2 separate regions of the Triticum aestivum genome follow, and region 2 is linked to region 1. Evidence: chromatin contacts called from public HiCAR-type data. All regions are on one chromosome and are shown on one strand. The core of a region is the stretch at or near the end of the contact, and the rest is flanking DNA. Distances in the headings are between cores, read along the strand shown. Region 1 holds the start of LOC123112902 (aspartyl protease family protein 1). Region 2 holds the start of LOC123112903.

The links. HiCAR-type assays count read pairs that join an accessible place to other places.
Region 2: a contact with region 1 is called in a HiCAR-type map of leaf, with 6 times the contacts expected there. The contact joins the promoter of LOC123112903 here to the promoter of LOC123112902 in region 1. A contact is called at or near these places in 2 of 5 Hi-C or Micro-C datasets (leaf and an unstated tissue) and 1 of 1 datasets of contacts at active chromatin or transcription factors (leaf).

Annotation. Positions count from the first base shown.
Region 1 is chr5B:521,020,730-521,028,555 of IWGSC CS RefSeq v2.1, forward strand. It overlaps LOC123112902 (aspartyl protease family protein 1), which reads right to left and starts at 4,486. Exons shown (of 10, transcript XM_044534001.1): 1 at 4,069-4,486; 2 at 3,699-3,831; 3 at 2,851-3,089; 4 at 2,516-2,740; 5 at 2,301-2,436; 6 at 2,135-2,208; 7 at 1,929-2,031; 8 at 1,786-1,843; 9 at 1,261-1,332; 10 at 627-1,153. The coding sequence starts at 4,349. The coding sequence ends at 924.
Region 2 is chr5B:521,230,377-521,238,202 of IWGSC CS RefSeq v2.1, forward strand. LOC123112903 reads right to left here and starts at 4,390. Exons shown (of 4, transcript XM_044534002.1): 1 at 3,894-4,390; 2 at 2,992-3,094; 3 at 1,952-2,110; 4 at 1,462-1,818. The coding sequence starts at 4,348. The coding sequence ends at 1,657.

The DNA.
Region 1 (7,826 bases), core at 3,236-5,735:
TTTTCCCCATGGAAACTGACCTTGTAACATGGTTCCCAAAAAAGTACAGCTTGTTAAGAACATATGCGTTGAGCTCGATATGCGTAAGCATCGACACTAAAAATACATCGGGTTTGCTATGTCTGATCTGCGTGAGAGAGTGTTATTTCTAAGTCGGTAGAACTGTATGCCGTGAAGCGGAAAATTGTTCATGAAGTGTCCAAGTGTTCGGTTCAGCTGCACATTATTACCAAACCTAAATTTGCATGCAACCTTCAAAAAGTGCAAGTGGAACTTTCAACTTCCTAATCGGACATGGAACCACATCCAGGAACTTCGCTCTGAAAATGAAAATTTCTCAGTCAATTTAGAATTAGAAGTCCTATACAAACGGCAGTTTTTTCCTTCCCAAATGATAAGTGCCACAAGTTCTTTTTCTATGAATAAACACGCTCCCCTCATTGGCATCATGAATACCACGGTGCAGGGAGATTCCATAATTGATTGATTCGACTCCATGTAAGTTCAAACCTACTTCCTCCATAAAGAAGTATAAGAGCGTCTTTAGTGATCTAAGCGCTCTTATATTTCTTCAGAGGGAGTACCTGATACAGTTGTGTAGCTGAAAGAAACAGTAGACAGCAGCATGCACGAAAGTATACGACAGTGAGTATGATCATTATTCTGTGGTTTCACTACATATACATGCGCGTCCATCTCGTCACAAACCCCTCGGCGGAGCGCGTTATTGCGAGTGTACACTTATCAACACCTGAAGTAATCAAAGTAAAAATGGCCTACGTCTACCTACGCAACTCAACTCATCCTGTGTGTTCTATCCTGTACTGTACCAACTCCTACGGCAACTACAAAAAAAAGAGTGTGAGAGCGTGTGATCATGTATATCCATGTCAACTTCAAACCAATACAAGGCAATGGTGGGATCAAAGAATGGCAAGGAGCAGTGGAGAGATGGCAGCGAAGAAGGTCCTGCTGAAATGCAAGTGGACCGACGAGCCGGACGAAGGCTTGGCCACGTCGATCTGGGTGATGTTTGGCGAAGGGCGCTTCGCAGCTTCGGGGTTTGAGCTGCCTGGTCCGGAGGCGGGCTTCGGAGGGACGGCTGAGGGGTTCGGGCTCACCGGCAGCTTGCTCGAGTGGTCGACGCTGTAGCCTGGTTCATGATGACGATGACAGGCATGGTGTGTAAGGGCATATTTCTCGGTAACCAAAATTGAAACTGAAGAACCGCTTCGGGGGATGTCGAGTCGAGGTACTTACAGTTGAAAGATTTCCATCCCAAGACCAGCCTCTCACGGTCGAACACTACCTTGAGCCCGGACATGAAGTTCTCTGCACCGGAAGTGAGCAGACAGCAGTAAGAACGATGACGTGGATTATCGACGGTGAGGAGGTTTAGGACACATCAAGGCAAAAAGGTACGTACAACCTTTATGGGCACAATGCTATTAACAAAGATGTTGCCCATGGATAGTTAGTGCTGAAATATCTAGGTTTTATAGCATATAAGAGGACATAAAACTGACAAATAAAGCTAGCAAAGCGGGTCTGAAAATGAGCAAAGGCATCTGAAAAGTAGTAGTTATTCATTAATCATTGGTTCTTTGCAACTAACACATGCTAACAACTCCATCCAGGAACTCAAAACTAGATGGGTTAGAGAGAATCTAATTTGGTTCTTTGCACACCTCAACTGTCACTACCATGGTTCAGACTGAATCTAATAAAAAAACAGAGCACAAGGCAACTTTAGATAGTGCAACAGTGTAGAGTACAGGAGCTCACCCCCAATCAAGTTAACACCTTCACTCTTCATAATAGCCAAGCAATAGCCAACAGGGCTCTGTTCCATATAAAAGAGCAGCAAGATTAAATTCACCAGCTAGCTTACATGGCTGGATGAAATTATATGCATCGAGTTTTCTTACCGAAGAAATGTCCGTTATGGTGATTATCGGATCATTAACAGGGAATATACTGCCACCTTTCGCCGTCAGGCTTATGTTCGGATGACTAAGAGCTCCCTTGGCACTGGAGAGAGCAGCAGCATATCCATCAGATACAAAGGAGCAGTGGTTTGTAAAAATGTGCCTCACATATCAACATATCATGCACTGTTGCTAGACAAACTTACCTTATGGTGTAGCAATATTCAAAAGGCAACGAAGAATCGGCCTGATTTCTCTTTTCTTTGACTTGTTTATCGAACTGAATTAGAACGTCAATGAATATATATGAAAATCACTGTGAAAATATAAAACATTGTGGAACCACTTGTATAATGTGGGAAATCTACTTACAGCGCTGGTAATCTCGGTATACATTGGGTCGGAGAGAGCTGTGAACGAGGTACCGGAGTCCACGACTGCGCTGAATTTTGTGCTGAACGTTTTACCTCCCGCCATAGCTCCTATGATACTAATGTTGTAGTATGGACTGCAGAAATAGAAGTCATGAAAGGTCAGAGACCTATATTGTTTGCTTGTGAAACTGTGAGAAATGAAAACAGACATACTTGTGTTTGTAAATGTTCAGCGGAGTTTCCAGCTGGTCGGCGCTTCCCGTGTCCCCGAAGTTGATCCTGCCATGACCATCTTCCCCGAAGCACATGGAGAAGGAATTGGCGGCGACTCCTTGGCTCGCCAGCAGACTCGGCACTGACTTGCTGTCCATGCCGAGGCCGAGCAGGCCATTCGGCGCGGCACTGCCTAGAAATGAACCCGTCTGGACCTGTCCACAGCTAACAATGCACACAAATTCAAATTCAAATTCAAATTCAAATTCAGCACAGAAAAGTGAGCAGTGACTCAGAATTGCGCATTGTCATGTACTAGATCACAAGGGACATACCCGAATGTTATGGGGGCTTGGGTGATCTTGGATTTCCCGGACTCGGTCGCAAGGTACAGGACATCCTCGACGAGCACCCCGTTGGACGACGTGTTGTCCGACAGGTATTCGATGCTGTAGGGGCAGCTCTTGCTTGCGGCACTGTTGCATTCAGTCTGGAGATCGCACAGGCTGCTGCTGCAGGGGACCTTGCGGCTCGTGCTCGACTTCCGCGGGCTGTACACGTCGAACTTCAGATTCTGCTCAAAATTTCGCCATTGAAACGCGGTTACATTTAACACATTATTAAGCAAGAACATGAAGAAGAGACATGCATAATTTTTACTGTCAAGGGTCGTCAATTAGGATACCATGATTCAGCAAACGTGTGTAAAGCGTAAATAATTTTCACTGTCACAAGAGCCATCAATCTCAACCTCCAACAAGATTACAGTACAAGAACATAAAGAGAGGGGCCAAAAGCCCTGGGTTAGTAGTAGTAGTAGTAGTGTTTTCTAAGCTCCATGAGGCAGGCCCCAGCTGAGGCTGTCATGCTCCGGCAGAGGCCTCCCTAAAGCAGGACGGTACGTGTGGTGCTTCCGTGATTGTTTCACTTTTCTTCCCTGAATTATGCTCGCAACAACTCCATCTCGCAAGCATGTCGACTAGTAGTAGCAGTACCAACTTTTTGCATCTCTACCATGCAAGTGCAACAACTAATACTACCGTAATCTTCTGGTAGTTAACTAATTAGCCCCCGGAAATATCTCTGGGATCGACGGACACGAGGTCGAATCGTAAGAAATTAACAGAGCAATGGCGTCGAATCGAAGCGGGAGGAGGAAGATGAAGGTGGTACTGGTACGTACCCCGTATTCTGGCGAGGAGAGTGGTGCGCACTTGAGGCAGTCGCAGGGCACCCAGAAGAGGTCGCTGCCGGTGTCGAGCGCCACCAGGAACGTCACGTTCGGCGTCCCCAGCGCCACCACCGCGTAGTGCAAGCTGCACAGCCAAAGCCAACCACCACCACCACCACCGCAAACTTCTTTAGCACAAAAGCGAGAGGAAAAAGATGGCCAGACAGTCTGGCCGTCTGGGTTGGGTGACAGCAACCTCCTCCTAGTTCCTCCAATCGATCGATCGATCGGTGCGTTATTATCGCTACCAATCTCTCCTCTCTTGGGGATCATTGAGACGATGAATTGACGACGACGATGGTGATGAGAGGGGCGGGCTTACAATCCGAAGGCGTTGAGGCGGTACGTGTCGTTGCCGTCGGCGAAGGCGAAGGGCCCGCCGCCCGGCGCGGGGGCGGCGGCGAGAGAGAGCGAGCGGCGCCGGAGGTCGTCGTGGCCCGCCAGCGCGGCGTAGTACTCGGCCGTGCCCGGCGCCGGCCCGGTGCGCAGCCCCGCCCACCCCCGCACCGTCGCCGAGTACCGGTGGTGGACGTCCAGGCTCAGCGCCTCCGCCCCCGCCGCGACGAGGGCCAGAAGCAGCAGAGCCCGCGCCGCCGCGGCCATACCGGCAGCAGAGCAGGCAAGCTAGACTCCACGTCTCCACCCCCCCACGGCTTAAAAAGCTCGCGCCTTTATTACGGGGAGGATGGAGGGAAGGAAAGGAGAAAATATATGCGTTGGTGGTGCTCGGCCGCGGCGTCGCTATTTAATCAATCTATCTATCCTGCTGCCGGAGACGGGAAGAATGATCGGTGAGGTGAGGTGGCCGCTCTGTCTCCGCGGGAGCGGCGGCGGGGCCCGGGGCGCAGCGAGAGAGAGCGACGGGGGGCGTTCGTCAGTGAGCTGGAAGCTTCGCCTCCGTTGGACTGGACCGGCGTCTGTGCTGCTGCCGTGGCCCCTTCTGATTTTCCGTTGGGAGGGAGAGCCGGAGATGGATGGGGTTTGGTTTTCCGTTTGGGTTGGGGGATTCTCCCGTGCGGTGGGGTGGGGTGCGGTGGGGTTGGGGTGATGTATGGGTTGAAAAGGGGTGTCGACGAGGCCGATCCGATGACGGGATTTGGGTCCTGGGTTCACACCGGTTGGCCGGCCCTGCCCGACGTGTGTCGTCGCCTAGTTTATTATTCAGGTCAGCTGGGCGATGATGATCACGGCGAAGCAAGGAGCAGAGTGGTCGAGTCCAGTCTCCAGCGCAGGGCGTGCGGCCAACGTGGTGTAGGTTTTCCACACGGCAGAACAACGGTCAGGGGTGAGGGGTCAAGGTGCGAGTACACCACGGTGGTGCCTTTGCCTGCCCAATAAAACGTTCCCGTGGACTTGGACCCTGCCACACATGTCTTTGTTGCCATCTATACTACTCTAGAAGCTTTTGTGAAAGGCAGAAGCATTATGAATGGGGCGCTGGCCCTACATGAGTTACTCAATTACACTTATGTCAAAAAGAGGATGGGGTTGGTTCTTAAACTCGATTTCGAGAAAGCTTACGACAAAGTTAACTGGGAACTTCTTGCTTGAGTGTCACAAACTTCGAGGTTTTGATCAAAAATGGTGTGGTTGGGTCGAGCAGATCCTTCGCAATGGCACTGTCAGCATCAAACTTAATAAAAGTGCGTTTTATACGTATTGACAGAGAAACTGACCGGTTGGGCCCGCCCGTCAGGCGCCACGCTGGCCAGTGCGCGCGTGCCCGTGCGCTGACTGGGGCGAGGCCGGCTCGCACCGTTTAGGTCTCGCTGGTGCGACCGAGCCAGACCCCGACCCCGCTCTGCCCTCTTCCTTCTCCTCGCGCCCTCGCCGGCGGCTGCCTCCCCACCCGCCACACCACGCCGCCGTAGCCATGGATCGAACTGCTTAGGCGTTGTCACCTCCCCCGCGGCTGCTCCTCCCTCGCGCCCTCCTCTCCCCCGCGGCTGCTGTGCCCTAGGCGACGATGGCCTCGGCGACTCCGGCAGGCGGCGATGGCCGGGGCGATGCGAGCGGCGGCGACCTCCCCCGCTTAGGCCTCGATGGCAGTGGCGGCTACTCCAGCTCGGAGTACAGTAGCGAGGACGAAGATTTTGCGGAGCGGCGTTGTCGATGGAGCAGAGGCTGAAGATGGCGCGAATTTGGGTGGCCAACCCTAGCACCGCCCATCACTGGACTCATGGCTTCGGTGGTGTTTTGTAAGTGTTCCACTGTTCCATTCTTGCAAACTGAAATTGGGGATTAGGGTTAGGGTTTACTGCCTGCATGTTTAGCACTCTAATTGCTAGTCCTAAGTAGAGCAGAGAAGTATAGTGGATTACATGAGTCCTAACTAAAGCAGAGCAGCATTATGTGTTACCTAACTAGAGCAGAGCAGAGCAACATTAGTGGATTACATTGTTATTTCTTAGTCCAAATTGTCAGAGCAGCATTAGGTGTTACCTAGCTAGAGCAGAGCAAAGCAGAGAAGCATAGTGGATTAAATGAGTCCTAACTAGAGCAGAGCACCATTAGTGGACAATTCTGTTAACTACTTATCTGAAAATACAAACCATCAGTTTGCTGTGAGTTAAGTACCCACTCTGTAATTAGGGTTGTATTGAGATAGTTGTTTACATTGTTTGATTTTGTAGTAATTGTTTAGTTTATATGTTAACTTAAACAAAGCTTTGTTTATATGTTAACTTAAACAAAGCTTTGTTTATATGTTAGCCTATTTGCTAAGTAAAATTGTTTATTAACCATTTTTGGTTGTTATTTCATTTTGCAGTTTGTATGATGACATTTTGGATGTTAGGTTCTATTTTGATGCTTCAGAAATGTTTGAGCTGAAGCTCTGCAGTTCAGATGTAACATACCTGAATATGATTGCAGTGATGGAAACCCAAGGATTTAGTGAATATGATCTGCTATTTCACATTGAGAATCCACATTTAGGGGAGAAAGGATTGGAGATGGTAGAGTGTAATGCTGAGTTGCAATTAGTAAAGAAGCAGGTTGAGGAGTCTAAGGTCTTAAATTTGCTAGTGAGGGCATGTCCACCTCCTTGCAGCCAGTTTGAGAGGCAAGAATTATCCACTGGTGTGTATGAAGAGCCTGTGTTATATGATCTCAGTGAGCCACCCATCTATGTGTTGATGAAGAAGGAGTTGCCTTTGAAAGTCAGAGTAGCAGCTGCAGTGTAGCTCATGGTACTGGTGTTTGCACACAAGAGAGCAAGAATGTAAGAGGAAAACTGAAAGCTGTTTTGGAAATAGAAGAAGAAGAGGGATATGATGGCAGTGGTGGTTCTGATTGTGAAGGTGAAGATGACAGTGATGTACCACCTTTTTATATGGGTGATGCTGATGACATAGAGATGGCTGAGGGAAAGAAACAAAGAGAGTATGATGAAATAGAAGAGGAAGAAACAAATGATGAAGAATCTGAGGAGGAAGAATTGGTGCATTATGAGGGTGACACAGAGGTTGAGGAACCTTTTCAAATGGATGAAGATGACAAAGTTGTTTCACAGGATGAAGAAACTGTAATTGTACATGAAGAGAAGAAGAAGAAGAAACAGAAGCTTCCAGTTAGGAGAGAGCCTACAACAAGGACACATTCAAGTGTAGTTCAAGAGGAGGAACCTGATTTCAAAACTTCATCTGATGAAGAAGAGAAAGGATTGTTGAAGGAGGCTGATGATGATGGTTTTGAGCCATTGTCATTTGTGCTGCCAAAGAAAAGGAAGAGCAGAGCAAAGCAGAGGCCTCCTAGAAAATGGTACAATGAGAAAATGGAGGCACCACATGAGCAATTATGTCTAAAGATGTGTTTCTTGGATCAACATCAATTCAGAGAGGCTTTGTTGAACTTACACATCACTCAAGGTAGAAACTTCAAATATCATAGGAACTCAGATCAAAGAATAATTGTAGAATGCAACCAAAAACATTGCAACTTCTTTATGGTGGCAGCAGTTATAAAAGGTGAAACTACTTTTGTAATTAAGAAGATGAGAATTAAGCACACTTGCCCTATTAGTACAGAGACAACAAGGGTAAGTGCCAAGTGGCTTGCATAGAAGTATGAGTCACTGTT
Region 2 (7,826 bases), core at 3,140-5,639, 210 kb after region 1:
TTAAGGAGGGGGGAGTGCAACGACCAATAGACTTGGGCCTGCGTCCATGGGTCGAGGGCTCGACCCATCGTACTCAGCTATATTAGCGTGTGTAGGTGTGGGTATCGATTATCATTTGTATCCACTGAGATCTTATCCTCTGATCTTCTTCTTCTCCAAGCCTCTTTCCCCTGCTGTAATACTCCTCTGTATCTCTAAAACTCTGAGATCTAAGAACCATACCCTAGCTATGGTGGGGAGTGCTATCAATTCTGTAGCAGAGTAGGCTGCGGTTGTGCTTGCCCGCCGGCGTCGGTGTCAGCGACACTGCGTATGTCGTTCCAAACGACTGATGTCAAGGAACTAATCGCACGAGGTCAATACGTATAACATGGTCTCTTGGCGGCGCTCATCGCCTGTCGACGTGACAACAGGGGAAAAGGCCTGCATGATAGCGCACATCGACGAGCACATGGCGGCCGGTGCTCCTTGTTGCGTCGACCGCACAAGGGTGATGATGTCCTCGGTATGGTGGTGAACGTGGCCGAAAGTAGGTTCAGACGATGGGAATTACCCAGGTTCAGCCCTCTAATAGAGATAATACCCTATGTCTTTGCTTTTGATCTGTATTCAAGGTACACTACATGACAATTATCACTTTAGAACATGGCAAATCCTTCTACACAAGTATGGAAATTTATCTGTTTTCACGTGAAATATGTGGGCGTTCAATGGGAATGGCCAAAAATTTGATGCAAGACTTTTAACATTTATATAGAGAAAGAAAGGGCACAATCCGATCTTGCGAACCGGGAAGATGATGCTGGATAGGATGAGAGGGGAGGAAGCGTCGAACGGGATTTTGACCCAGGAACCACCATCTAACCAGCACTGGTCTCCTTCAGTGCGACACATGAACCCCGGCGAAACGTGGTTGAGATCCTCTGCAGTACTCTATGATGTTGTAGTGCGGATGACATGTGGGCCCGGGTCCACATGACAGTGACTATACTTCATGGTGCGCTACTGCAGAGGATCCTATCGGCCATGCCAGCTACAGATGTCCTATCGTGAAAACCGTCGACGGCGCTGATACGATATGGTAGCGCCCGTCGGCCACACGACACGCGCCGGTCGGTGCCCGTGGACGGACAGGCAGCCAGGCACAACGTCACCAGGCACCAGCCACGGTCAGATCCTCGGACGCGACGGCAAGAAGACAGTATTCTTGATGGTTCGGTTCAGGTTCCATCAGGGAACAACTCAGCCGCGCCGATCGAATGAGCGCGCGACAGACTGACGGAAGAGAACAGGACCCCAAAGCAAACCATAAGCCTGAGGTGGCACTAAAAACTGGAACAGCTGATTGATCGGCCATTAGCAACACCGAAAACGAAACTGATTTCCCATCAATCTACGTCCAAAATCGCTGGTCATAACGATGGTGGTGAAACACTTGATTATAAAAGCCAAACGATCAGATGAGTTCCGAAATCACTAACCAGTAAAAAGAGTATGTATATAATGTTCTCATCTGGGCGCGGGGTTCCATAGAAGAACAAAGAGGATACTACTGTCGACCGCTTTACACACACAGGGCTGCTGTCTGTACAATAGCCAGCCGCTGGCAGCCATCCTTTGGTTCCAACATATAAAAGGCGGCTTGCAGTGCTTACATTACACCGAAGTGAACATCTCGATGGTCTGACCGTGATGCGCGACGAGGGGCTCCAGGATGCTGGTCCACGTGCTGAAGTCGATGGGCGACCCGCCTCCGGGCTGAAGGAAACCGTTCACGAAGAAGAACGGCGCGCCGGCCACCCCTCTCGTGCACCCATACTGATAAGAATGCAGCAATGGATCCGTAGATCAGACAGGTTTTATCCAATGGTAGCGACAACAAACGATTCAAGATAAGATGCTTGAAGCTAGAATTTCTAACAGTGTACTCGATGCGACAAGTAAAGCTGACCTTGAAAGAAACCCTCGCTGCCATGTCCGACCTCATGTCGCTGAAGCCCGACTGGAACTCGGAGACTGAATTGCCAACCACCGGGGCCGCCATCTTTGATATCTCACCAGTCACAGCAGTGCTCGATATTGACGATGTCGCGCGGTTGGAGAATTTTCCCTGCATGTGTGTCAATTTCGAGACGTGTTAGCAAGAGTTGTATGAGACAGAAAAGGATGGCGGCAAAGTACCCTGCGTGCACAACTCTAGTGCTCCTGAGGTGGTATTATGTTTCGCTTGCCTTCTTGCTTGTCAGGACAGGCAAGGTGGGTGTTGGCTGGCTTGTGTTTTTGCTATTTTGCGGTGTTCCAGCTTAAACCATGATTTTGTAAGACTACTTCGTAGATCCTAAAACTGGTTTCCAGGTTCTAATCGGTTTCTGACAGAATCTGCCAATCGAGCGTGACAATGCTAAATCATCGGTCAGGCGCTCCAGGATATTGACAAACTATGCAAAAACTTTAGAGGTTCTCATATGTGTTCAGCACACATATTGGTAAACCCTGCAGCACACGGATGTGCAAGGCCACACTCCATGATATTAGCAAACAGAGCAAAAGCTTTGAAGGTTCTCATATGCGTTCTGCACACATATTGGCAAACCCTGGAGCACACAGATGTGCAAACCCACGTAAAGCATGCACTTATATACCTATTTATTACTCCCTCCGTAAAGAAATACAAGAGCGTTTAGATCACTACTCTTATATTTGTTTACAGAGGGAGTACTTGACTATGATTCCTTGATGAAACAGAGTATGGCATATCATAAAATAAAATAACACACATGGATACCAAAAAACTACAAAAGGAAATGCTGCAAATTGGTTATGTAACTTTAAATTTTGAAATCATTTAGTATTTGATGACACACCCCTGGAGAAACATTACCCATTTATGGAAAAAGAACTTGAATGGGTAAATGATAAACCAACATAGCAGTTGCAATGATGGAAGTATCATAACAAAGGCTAAGGGTTAAACTAAAGAATGCAACGAACCTGATTCTTGAAGAACAACTCCAGCAACGGATAGGTTGATGACGAATTCAACTTGTTAGCTATATGAAGCGCACGGCAGGCATGGTATGAATAGGTGTGGTACCTGCAGTTTTGCAGCACAGTAAAATGGTGTTAGAATGAGGTGTATAGCACCTTCGGCTATAAGAATCACATTGGTGCCAGATTCTATCAAGTGAAAATGCAAGGCCAATCACACTATTTTTTGTGACTGACGCCAGCCAATGAAATTTTACATGTTCAAGTTCAGTATAAATATCGCGAGACCAACAGGACCAAAATCTGAACCAAATAGCACACATCTAAATCGTAAAGCCATAAAGGGCCTATGAAACAGGGGCAGGTACTAGGGAAGATGCAGTCCAATTCTCAAATTCTAGAGTGTCAATGCCAGGACTATTGGCTATACGCCATCTCCAGAAATATCTGACAACCATTCACAATCCGTTCTGCCACATGTAATCAGTGGCAATATACCTCTCTGTAATCTTACTGTAACTCTAGTCTTCTCCCATGGATCAATCTCAACAGCCAGAGTACACATCACTTGAGGACAATCCCACAAATTTTCCATTCCCGAAAGTTACTACCAAGTTATAACTAATGGAATCACTTGCTGGCTCACTCAGGCTAGTCATACTCAGATGAGATTTCAATCGCCTGAATTCGCAATCTCAGGAGACAATCCCATGTAACCGTGCAGCAGGAGACTGCTCAAATGCGCTATCTTTTTACATTTAGCAGTATATCAAAACTACCGGAGTTGAACACCAAGACTAAGATACAGTCCCCATAGTGTGGAGCACAGAGAATCAGAGCAGCAGCCGCTAGCAGGAGAGGGGGGAGAGAGGAACCAAAGGGGCGGATGCGCGGCGCGATCTTACGGGAGAGGGAAGGGGTGGACGATGAGGGAGACCATCGGGGAGTAGCGCTCGACGGCGAGCCGGAGCGGGTGCCAGGCGTCGCGGCTGTCGGGGCAGAGCGGGTCGAGGAAGGCCTCGACGAGCACGGCGTCCTTCCAGGCGGCGGCCCCGACCCCGTAGGCGAACCCGTCGTAGCGCGGCGGCACGGAGGCCTGCGCCTGGAGGACGAGGAGGAAGCAGGTGCAGGAGGCGGCCAGCGCGCCGGCCATGAGGAGCCGCCGGAGCAGCGGCGCGCGCTGCGGCAGCAGGGCCCTCGCCATGCCCATCGGCAGCGGTGGTCGTGCGGGTGCGGCGCCGCTGGCGGTGACCGCGTGGCTGGCTCTGCTACCGTGAGCGGAAGTCAACCGCGCTCCGGCGGTGGTGGTGCGAACGGGGAGGAGAACGGAAGGAGGAGGACACGATGCGGTCGTCGCCATCGCTCTCCAACTTAACTTGATCCAGGAGAGATATTTTTCTCCTCTGGGCGTTTCGCTGGGATGACATGTGGGCCCCGCTTTGGATATTCCCAACTGAACGGAGTATGAATGTGGATTTTGTGTTGAGAGAGCACATCTCCCTTTTATATACTAAACATGCCCGTGCGTTGCAACGGGAGAAAATAAATTACCCCATACACACACTCGATGACACCAAGAAATCATACGAAATCTTTCACAATGCCGTACGAGAAACAACATGATAAGTGATGTTGTGCACAAATATAAAGGTGGGATGATTTTCTTAAGTAACTAAAGTTGTGTCCAATTGATTAGAAAACAAAAAATATCTATCTACTTGCCGGTATCAATTCACGTCTTTGTGTTGTTCCTCCTTAGTGGTACCTAAGAAATAATGCATTACCCGTCAAAAAAAGAGATAATGCATTAGGCTGAAAATAACAAATTACACTTTAGTACACAATGATAGCACGTGCATAGGAGCATGTTAGGTATCTCCATCAAAAACAATCAATCAATAAGGACATGTATAACGAATAGGCATTTTCAAATTCCCCACATAGAGAAAAGTATTTAATTAAAGTTGGAACATAAAAATAATTTTAGAAATGGTTATCATGCAAGATAATATCATATCTGGAATGTACACATTTTTTGAGTGATTATCGTATATAACTTTCTAAATTTAAAGTTAGGATTTGAAAGATATGAATATATTTGTAAATACTTTTTTTGAGTAAATATATTTTTAAATACTTGAATCTGCCAAAAAAGTTTAAGAAGAAAATGGCTGGGCCGAAATTGGAAAATTGTGTAGCCCATTAGATAAGATGCCACTTGGGCGAGGCTGTTCTATCTTCCGCTCACAGAAATCAAGAGAAAACAAAGAAAATGTGGGAGAAGTGGGGATCGAACTGGGAGTGCAGGGCTAACTCTGTAAATGAGCTAACCGCGACGTTGGTGACTTAAAAAAAATGAATTGTTTTTCCCACTTACGGGTGGCATTGGTGAGTAATTCTTGCCAATTTCGAGGGTAGTTTTTATGGCATACGACCAGAAACCCAATTTGCTTTATTATTAGGTAGAGATTTTATTTAAAAGTTCAGAACTGGGTTAGAAACTTTTAAAAAAACTAAAAATCTAAAAAAACAATAACTGACTTTAGCAAGATGACTTTTGGATTGTCTGTTACAACGGGTTTTGCCCGGCTCCGGCTGGGGAAGTCGATGACGGCAGCGCATTTTTGTCTCCCCCCCCCCCCTACAAAAAAGACATTAGAGTGAGTCATATGGCAGTCAAAGTTCTATGGGAAAATTCATTCATTATTGGTTTAGATGAAAAATATAGTGGGAATATAGGATAACAAATATATTTTTGAGAAAATGTTTGAATTTGTTATTTGTGCACAACTCGCAAATAAATTGGGAGATAAAACTTGAAGGTTTGTCTAACGCTCAATAACTAAGTCTCAATTAGCTAGCAGTTGTTCTATCATACCCGATGGAATTTCATAACCAATATTTTTAGTAGGTGCAGTAGGTTAAAAAAAGGTCAACTAATTGTGGTTCCGGTCGAGGTGAAGATACCCCGAACAAACCCCTCAAAGGTTGATTTTCCATAGTAGCAAGTGACAATAAATTTCAGCACGTAGTAACAAATTTTCCTTACCAATTCCCACTTACCAAGAGCGCTTCACTCCCCGGCAAAGATGCCAGAAAAGAGCCTTCATGACCAACAAGTATAGGGGATCAATCTTAGTCCTTTCGGTAAGTAAGAGTGTCGAACCCAACGAGGAGCAGAAGGAAATAACAAGTGGTTTTCAACAACGTAATGTCTGCAAGAACTGAAATTGTCGATAACAAATTGTTTGATAGTAAGGTAATTTGTAATAAGCAAGTAACTGTAAATAAAGTGCAACAAGGTAGCCCAATCCTTTTGAGGCAAAGGATAGGCCAAAACGGTCTGTTATAATAAGCAAAACGTTCTTGAGGGTACACGGGAATTTCATCATATCACTTTCATCATGTTGGCTTAATTTGTGTTTGCTACTTTCATAATTTGATATGTGGGTGTGATGTCTACTACACAACCTTCTTCTTGTAGACGTTGTTGGGCCTCCAAGTGCAGAGGTTTGTAGGACAGTAGCAAATTTCCCTCAAGTGGATGACCTAAGGTTTATCAATGCATGAGAGGTGTAGGATGAAGATGATCTCTCTCAAAGAACCATGCAACCAAATAACAAAAAGTCTCTTTTGTCCCCAACACACTCAATACAATGGTAAATTGTATAGGTGCACTAGTTCGGCGAAGAGATGGTGATACAAGTGCAATATGGATAGTAGATATAGGTTTTTGTAATGTGAAATTATAAAAATGACAAGGTAGCAAGTAACAAAAGTGAGCGCAAACGGTATTGCAATGCTAGAAAACAAGGCCTAGGGTTCATACTTTCACTAGTGTAAGTTGTCTCAATAATAATAACATAATTAGATCATATAACAATCCCTCAACATGCAACAAAGAGTCACTCCAAAGTCACTAATAGCGGAGAACAAAGGAAGAGATTATTGTAGGGTAAGAAACCACCTCACAGTTATTCTTTCTGATCAATCCATTGGGCTATTCATATAAGTGTCACAAACAGCCCTAGAGTTCGTAGTAAAATAACACCTTAAGACACACATCAGCCAAAATCCTAATGTCACCTAGATACTCCAATGTCCCCTTAAGTATCCGCGAGTTTGATTGTATGATATGCATCACACAATCTCAGATTCATCTATTCAAACCAACGCAAAGAACTTCAAAGAGGACCCCAAAGTTTCTACCAGAGAGTCAAGACAAAAATGTGTGCCAACCCCTATGCATAGATTCCCAAGGTCACGGAACCCGCAAGTTGATCACTAAAACATACATCAAGTGAATCAATAGAATACCTCATTTTCACCACGGGTATCCCACGCAAGACACACATCAAGTGTTCTCAAATCCTTAAAGACTCAATCCGATAAGATAACTTCAAAGGGAAAACTCAATCCATTACAAGAAGGTAGAGGGGGAGAAACATCATAAGATCCAACCATAATAGCAAAGCTCGCGGTACATCAAGATCGTGCCAAATCAAGAACACGAAAGAGAGAGAGAGAGAGAGAGAGAGAGAGAGAGAGAGAGAGAGAGAGAGAGAGAGAGATCAAACACATAGCTACTGGTACATACCCTCAGCCCCGGGGGTGAACTACTCCCTCCTCGTCATGGAGAGCGCCAAGATGATGAAGATAGCCACCGATGATGGATCCCCCTCTAGCAGGGTGCTGGAACAGGGCCCCGATTGGTTTTTGGTGGCTACAGAGGCTTGCGGCGGCGGAACTCCCGATCTAGGTTTCTTTTCGGGGGGTTTTTGTATTTATAGGAATTTTTGGCGTTGGGAACAAGTTAAGGGGGTCTCCGAGTCATCCAC